2 separate regions of the Ovis aries genome follow, and region 1 is linked to region 2. The links are chromatin contacts, called in public Hi-C maps. All regions are on one chromosome and are shown on one strand. The core of a region is the stretch at or near the end of the contact, and the rest is flanking DNA. Distances in the headings are between cores, read along the strand shown. Region 1 holds the start of PEAK3 (PEAK family member 3). Region 2 overlaps TMPRSS9 (transmembrane serine protease 9).

Region 1 (3,190 bases), core at 688-3,187, 78 kb after region 2:
GATGTGAGAGCTGGACCATAAAGAAGGCTGAGCACCAAAGAACTTATGCCTTTGAATTGTGGTGCTGAAGAAGATTGTTGAGAGTCCCTTGGACAACACAGAGGTCAAACCAGGCAATCCTAAAGGAAATCAACCCTGAATATTCATTGGAAGGACCGCTGCAGAAGCCGAAGCTCCAATACTTTGGCCACCTGATGGGAAGAGCAGACTCATTGGAAAAGACCCTGATGCTGGGAAAGACTGAAGGCAGGAGGAGAAGGAAGTGACAGGACAAGATGTTTAGATAGCATCACCAACTCAATGGACATGAATCTGAGCAACATCAGGGAGATAGTGAAGGACAGGGAAACCTGGCGTGCTGCAGTCCATGGGGTTGCAAAGAGTCAGACCCGACTTAGTAACGAACAGCAACAGCAAAAATGTTATTTATCTTGATTACTGGGGTGTTTTGTTTTGTTGGCATCACCTTAAATTCTGTGCCTGAAGTGAGTGTCTTGCTTGCCTCACCCTAATTAATCCTGGATTGGAGCCATAGCCTGGCTGGGTAACTACCCCTCCCCCCCGCCCCAGGGTCTTATGAAGAGAAGAATAAGAATTGGTAATCAGCAGGGGTTTGGGCAGTGAGGAGGCCATTTCCTCAGTACCCCTGGTCCCTTCTGATCCGCCTGAAACAGTCTGGGATTTGTGGAATCCTTGTCCAGCATAATTCACAGACCCTTCCGCAAGCTCACGGTCCTCCCACTGCATGATTCTGAAATCCACCCAAATCACAGGCTGCCCCATGGATTAAAGACAGAGAATATCCATTCTGTGAATTACAGAAGCTGAGTGCCAGTACAGAAAAAATGTTGAATCAAGTTACGGACCCTCACACTGGAAATGCTGAGGGTCAGCAAGTCAGAGCGGCCCAAAATGTGGGGGACTCCATGAGATGGATTTCTCTCCTTCCCCACACCCAGGGGGCACCCAGTAACAGCCTGTAGACCTCTCAGCCCATCCTGGACCTGCTGTGTGACCTTTCGTGGACTCCAGCCCTCTAAGGGAAATGAGATGGGGCAGGAGAAACTCAGCATGGAAGATGCTCAGACTACAAAACAAAAATGTCTTTGCATCTTCTCAACTGCAGTGACTTCTTGGTTCTTCCTCTACAGAGGGGAAGAGGCTGGGTTTCAGAGAGATGGCCACTCACGCCTCCTTGCAGGTAAGGTAAGCCTCAGGCCCCCAGACAGTTTAGACAGCATGTACTTAAGCTAAAATTTCACACTGTCTGGCTTTCCCTGGATTTTCACCATTTCTTGATTTTCCATGTATGGTAATTCTATTATCAAATCTCTTTTTCTAAATCAATGCATTAAGGTAGTGGAGGGAAAGGGAAGTGAGTTGATTAAATTAAAAAAACAAATCCAACTAGTGTGGCTGGAGACAGCAAACAGGAGCCATTTTTCTGTATTTGCTGGAACACGGAAGGAGTGGTAACTGGCCCAAAGTCACAGAGCAAGTCACAGAACTGGGGCTCAAATGGAGCACTACGTGCCAAGGGTCCTGGGATGGGTGGGGAGTGGGGGCATGCGTTCTGGGGGCTTCTCAGATGATCCTGAAGAAGGGGAAGTGGCTTCGGAGGAAGTGAAAACCACAGAGGAAAGGTCACCTGGCTGAATTTCTCCTTGAACCTTCACTTCTGAGGTTCCCTGCTTCCCCAAAGGTGGGGGAGTCTTAAAAGCCTCGATTCCCCCCAACCTCTCAGGGCTCGATCCTCTCGGCCGCCCATCTTGTGTAACTTTCGGGACCTCGGCCCGTCTTCCCTTCTCCTCCCATCAGCTTGCAGCCCTGGAGCCCATCAGCCTTCATGGGGAAGTACTGCAGAAAGGCCCCCTCCCGTCTGGGCCTGTGGTCTAACAGTTGCCCTGGCGTTTCCGGTTCACTGCAGGGACCGGGTCAGACAGTCCGGGAGGCCAGGAGCTGCAGCTATTGGGAGTTGGTCCTCAAGGGCCTCCTGCCCCGAGGTCAAGCCAGTCCTGAAGGTAGGGCGCTCCTGGAGGGGGGCTGAGGTTGGGGCTGGGAGGAAGAAGCCACTTTTCAAGGCTGGGGTGACCTAGAATCTAGGTGGGGCAGGGCTAGGGGTCAGGCTGCTGTTGGTAACCGCTTGAGGGGGCTGAGCTCTGCAGACAAGGCCTAAGTACTGGTCTTTGGGTATTGTCACCGGCCCCCAGATGCTACCCCTGCCCCCTAGATGCCTTGCCCTCCCAGCTGGACATTTCGTCTCTATCACAAGAGTACAAGTTCCTTCCTGTAGCCCTGAAAGGTTGATGGGCGACATTCACCCAGAGAGGTCAAGCAACCCTCCCAAGGGCCACACAGCAGGGAGGGCCCTCACACACATGCCATCCACTCTGATCTTCCCCCAGCAGCATGAGCAACCTGGAGCCACCCACCAAGATGCCTGGGGCCAACACCCCCACCTGTTCAGCACAGCACACCTACAGCAACCTTGGTGAGAGCCTGGGAGGGGTCCTGGGTGGGCGGTGGGACAGGTGGCCAGTAAGGCAGCCAGAACAGGAAGGTTGGGTCTTTCATTAACTGAATCATTTAACTCAATTATAGCAGCTTTTTAAAAATACTTATTTATTTGGTTGTGCTGGGTTGTATTTGCGACATGTGGGAGCTAGTTCCCTGGCTAGTTCTGGGCCCCCTGCATTGGGAGCAGAGTCTTAGCCACTGGACCACCAGGGAAGTCCCCTATAGCAGCTTTTTAAATATTTTAATAAAACTCTTTGGTTTTTTTTCTAAAAAAAAGCTGGATCGCCAGCTTCTAAAAATGAGGAAACGAGCTCAGAGAGGCTCAGTCACCTGCCCAGAACCACACAGGAAAGTGGGGGCCGGATGTTTCTCTGCCACTGACTTGTCACTCCTCTGAAGCATTGTTTCCTTATTTGCAAATTGGAGATGGCATCCTTAACTCGTAGGGCACAAGGTAGTTGAGCGTTGGTATCTTCTTTTTTTGGCGGTGCAGTGCGGTTTTGTGGGATCTCAGTTCCCTGACCAGGGATTGAACCCCGGCCCCAGCAGTGAGAGCGCTGAGTCCTAACTGCTGGACCACCTAGGAACTCCCTATTTTTTTCCAGTCAAAAAAGTTTTTTGGGGTACCCCACCCCACTTCCGTGGCATGTGGGATCTTATCTCCCTGCTCAGG
Region 2 (2,984 bases), core at 426-2,925:
CCGTTTGAACACCACCCAGAAGGAAGTGGGGAGACAATCCCATTCTACTTCCCTTGACAGGGCTCCATGAAGGTGCGCACTTGGCCGGGTGCTGCTCTGGGGGGAATGGAGCTGCTCTGTAGGCCCGTATGGATGGACGGTAGGTCTGCGCATCAGATAAAATACAGTGTGTGCATGCAAAGTCGTTTCAGTTGTATCCGACTCTGCAACCCCATGCACTGTAGCCCATCAGGTTCCTCTGTCCATCGGATTCTCTAGGCAAGAATACTGGAGTGGATTGCCATGCCCTCTTCCAGTGGATCTTCCCGACACAGGGAATGAACCCACATCTCTTATGTCTCCTGCATTGGCAGGCGGGTTCTTGACCACTAGCGCCTATAGACTTCCCTGGTGGTCCAGTGGTTAAGACTCAAAGCTTCCAGTACAGGGGCACAGGTTTGATCCTTGGTCAGCGAACTAAGATCCCACATGCCACACAGCTCAGCCAAAACAAACAAGCAAACAAAAAGCATGACAAAAACATCCTGTGACAGTTAACTTTATGTGTCCATAGGGCTAGGCCATGATGCTGGGTTTTGACCAAACGTGGTTCTTGACATTGCTGTGAAGACATAATTAACATTTAACTAGTTGACGTTGAGTAAGGCAGATGAGCTTCTGTAGTGTGGGTGCGCTGTATCCAATCAGTTGAAGGCCTTAAGAGAAAAGATCAAGGTTTCCCCCCAAAGAAGGGAGAATACTGCCTCCAGGTGGCCTTTGTACTTGAGCTGCAACATCAACTTTTCCCAGGGTCTCCAGCCGGCCCTGCAGATTCTGCATTTGCCAGCTGCCACGACTGAGCTAATTCCGGCCTCTCTGTCTTCCTCTTCATTCTGCTGGTTCTCTTTCTCTAGAGAACCTGACACACACAGTCCCTAACATGTCTTGTGCAAAATTTGGAACATACTTGTGTTAAGAAAAAGCGTTTTAAAATTCTGTATTCAAGTCATTTATTTGGCTATGTTGGATCTCAGTTGCAGCATGCAGGATCTAGTTCCCTGACCAGGGATCGAACCCAGGCCCCGTGAATTGGGAGCACAGAGTCTTAGCCACTGGATTGACAGGGAAGTCTCCCCAAAATGTATTTGTTGTTTGCCTGAAATTCAAATTTATCTGGGTGTGCTGTATGTTTATTGTTAAATCTGGAACCCCACCCCGGGGCCCAGCCAGAATGTCCTATCCGATCAAGGTAACACGTCCAACTGGGAACAGCCACTCTGTACCTCACCACCCATCCAGAGTCGGTAAGAAAGGGGAGTAGTACAGGGGTGGAGAGCAAGGTCGCACAATGCTCACCCCTTTATTCTTACACTTGAGCTGAATTGCTGTCTGAGGAGCCAGAGAAGCTCTAAGAATCACTTGATGAAATGTTTTAAGGACAAAGACACCAAGATTCACTTTTGTGATTGGGGCTGGAAACACAAATGTAGTGTATGAGCTCATTGACAGCCCCTCCTACAAACACACACACTACGTTCATTCAACCCCAGCTGGCCCTGTCACCCCCTACCCCTTGGGTTTTCTAAGGATTCCTGTGTTCTCCAAATTGTCTTGTCATCACCATCATTAGGGCACAAAGGGGCCCCGCTGCTATTTAGCATTGAACATAGAAGCTCCATTCACTGTCTCCATCAATCTGATATTTACGACTGGCCAGGCCCGGCTGCTCTGTGCTGGGTACCCAGCCCTTAATGAGACAGATGTGATTCTCAGCTCACAGAGCATAAATCTTAGTGACAGAGACCCAAGTAAATTAAAATTGTGGCTACAATAATGGCTGCGTCCATGGGGCTTTGGGTCTCTGTCAAAAGGAAGCTTTGATCTAGACAGGGGTCAGGGGAGGCTTCCTGATGGAGGGTTGAGTTACATGAGTTCTGAAGGATAAACAGGAATCCAGCCAGTGCCTGGTGGAAGCAATAGATGTCCATACAGTAAGAACAAAATATGTAAAAGCCCGGTGGCAGGAGGGAGCAAGCCAGGGCCCTCTTAGAGGAGGTGTGCTAGTCAGCTGCTGCCACGTAACAAGTTATCACACACATAGCTGCTTAAAACAATGCATGTTCGTTATCTCATGGTTTCTGCAGGTCAGGAAGCTGGCACGTTTTAGGGGTCCTCTGCTGGGTCTCACTTAGCTGCAAACAAAGCATTAGCTGGGGGAGTTCCCTGAAGGTCCAGTGATTGGGACCTTTCACTGCTATGCTGCTGCTGCTGCTGCTGCTAAGTCACTTCAGTCGTGTCTGACTCTGTGCGACCCCACAGACAGCCTCCTACCAGGCTCCTCAGTCCTGTCCAACTCTTTGCGACCTCATGGACTGTAGCCCATCAGGCTCTTCTGTCCATGGGATTCTCCAAGCAAGAATACTAGAGTGGGTTGCTATGCTCTCCTCCAGCGGATCTTCCTGACCCAGGGATGAAACCTGCGTCTCTTGTGTCTCCTGCATTGGCAAGTAGATTATTTTCCACTGAGCTACCTGGGAGGCCCCTATATGCAATCACTAAGTCATTTTATATAAGGGATTTGAGCATCTCTGGGTTTCAGTGTCCCTCAGACAGTGAGGGATGAGTGTTTTTAGTCTCTTCAGACCATGTCTATCACCAAGTCCTGCAGATTCAATATCCTGCACGTCTCTAGAACAGGGGGCACTAAACTTCGTATGCAGAGAGCCAGAGGATGATTTTCAGCTTTGTAGTCCCACAGTCTACTATTAATACAACTCTGTCACGTCATAAAAACAGCATCTGCTACTGCTGCTAAGTCGCTTCAGTCATGTCCGACTCTGTGCGACCCCGTAGACAGCAGCCCACCAGGTTCCCCCATCCCTGGGATTCTCCAGGCAAGAATACTGGAGTGGGTTGCCATTTCCTTCTCCAATGCATGAAAGTGAAAAGTCAGAGTGAAGTCGCTCAGTCATGTCCGACCTACCAGGCTCCTCCGTCCATGGGAT

The links. A called contact is a pair of places that touch in the nucleus more often than the background predicts.
Region 1: a contact with region 2 is called in a Hi-C map of hypothalamus, with 3 times the contacts expected there. The contact joins the promoter of PEAK3 here to the enhancer-like site in region 2. A contact is called at or near these places in 2 of 16 Hi-C or Micro-C datasets (hypothalamus and omental adipose tissue).

What each region holds. Positions count from the first base shown.
Region 1 is chr5:19,068,420-19,071,609 of ARS-UI_Ramb_v3.0, forward strand. It overlaps PEAK3 (PEAK family member 3), which reads left to right and starts at 1,938. Exons shown (of 4, transcript XM_042250222.1): 1 at 1,938-2,021; 2 at 2,406-2,491. The coding sequence starts at 2,410.
Region 2 is chr5:18,991,161-18,994,144 of ARS-UI_Ramb_v3.0, forward strand. All of the region lies in intron 1 of TMPRSS9 (transmembrane serine protease 9), which reads right to left. Among named protein-coding and RNA genes, the nearest start is that of TMPRSS9, 24 kb to the right of the region's middle. Within about 2 kb of position 1,676, at least 15 of the 54 cell types and tissues checked have an H3K27ac peak or open chromatin away from gene starts, as enhancers often do. A contact at or near this core is called in hypothalamus, where this site is marked.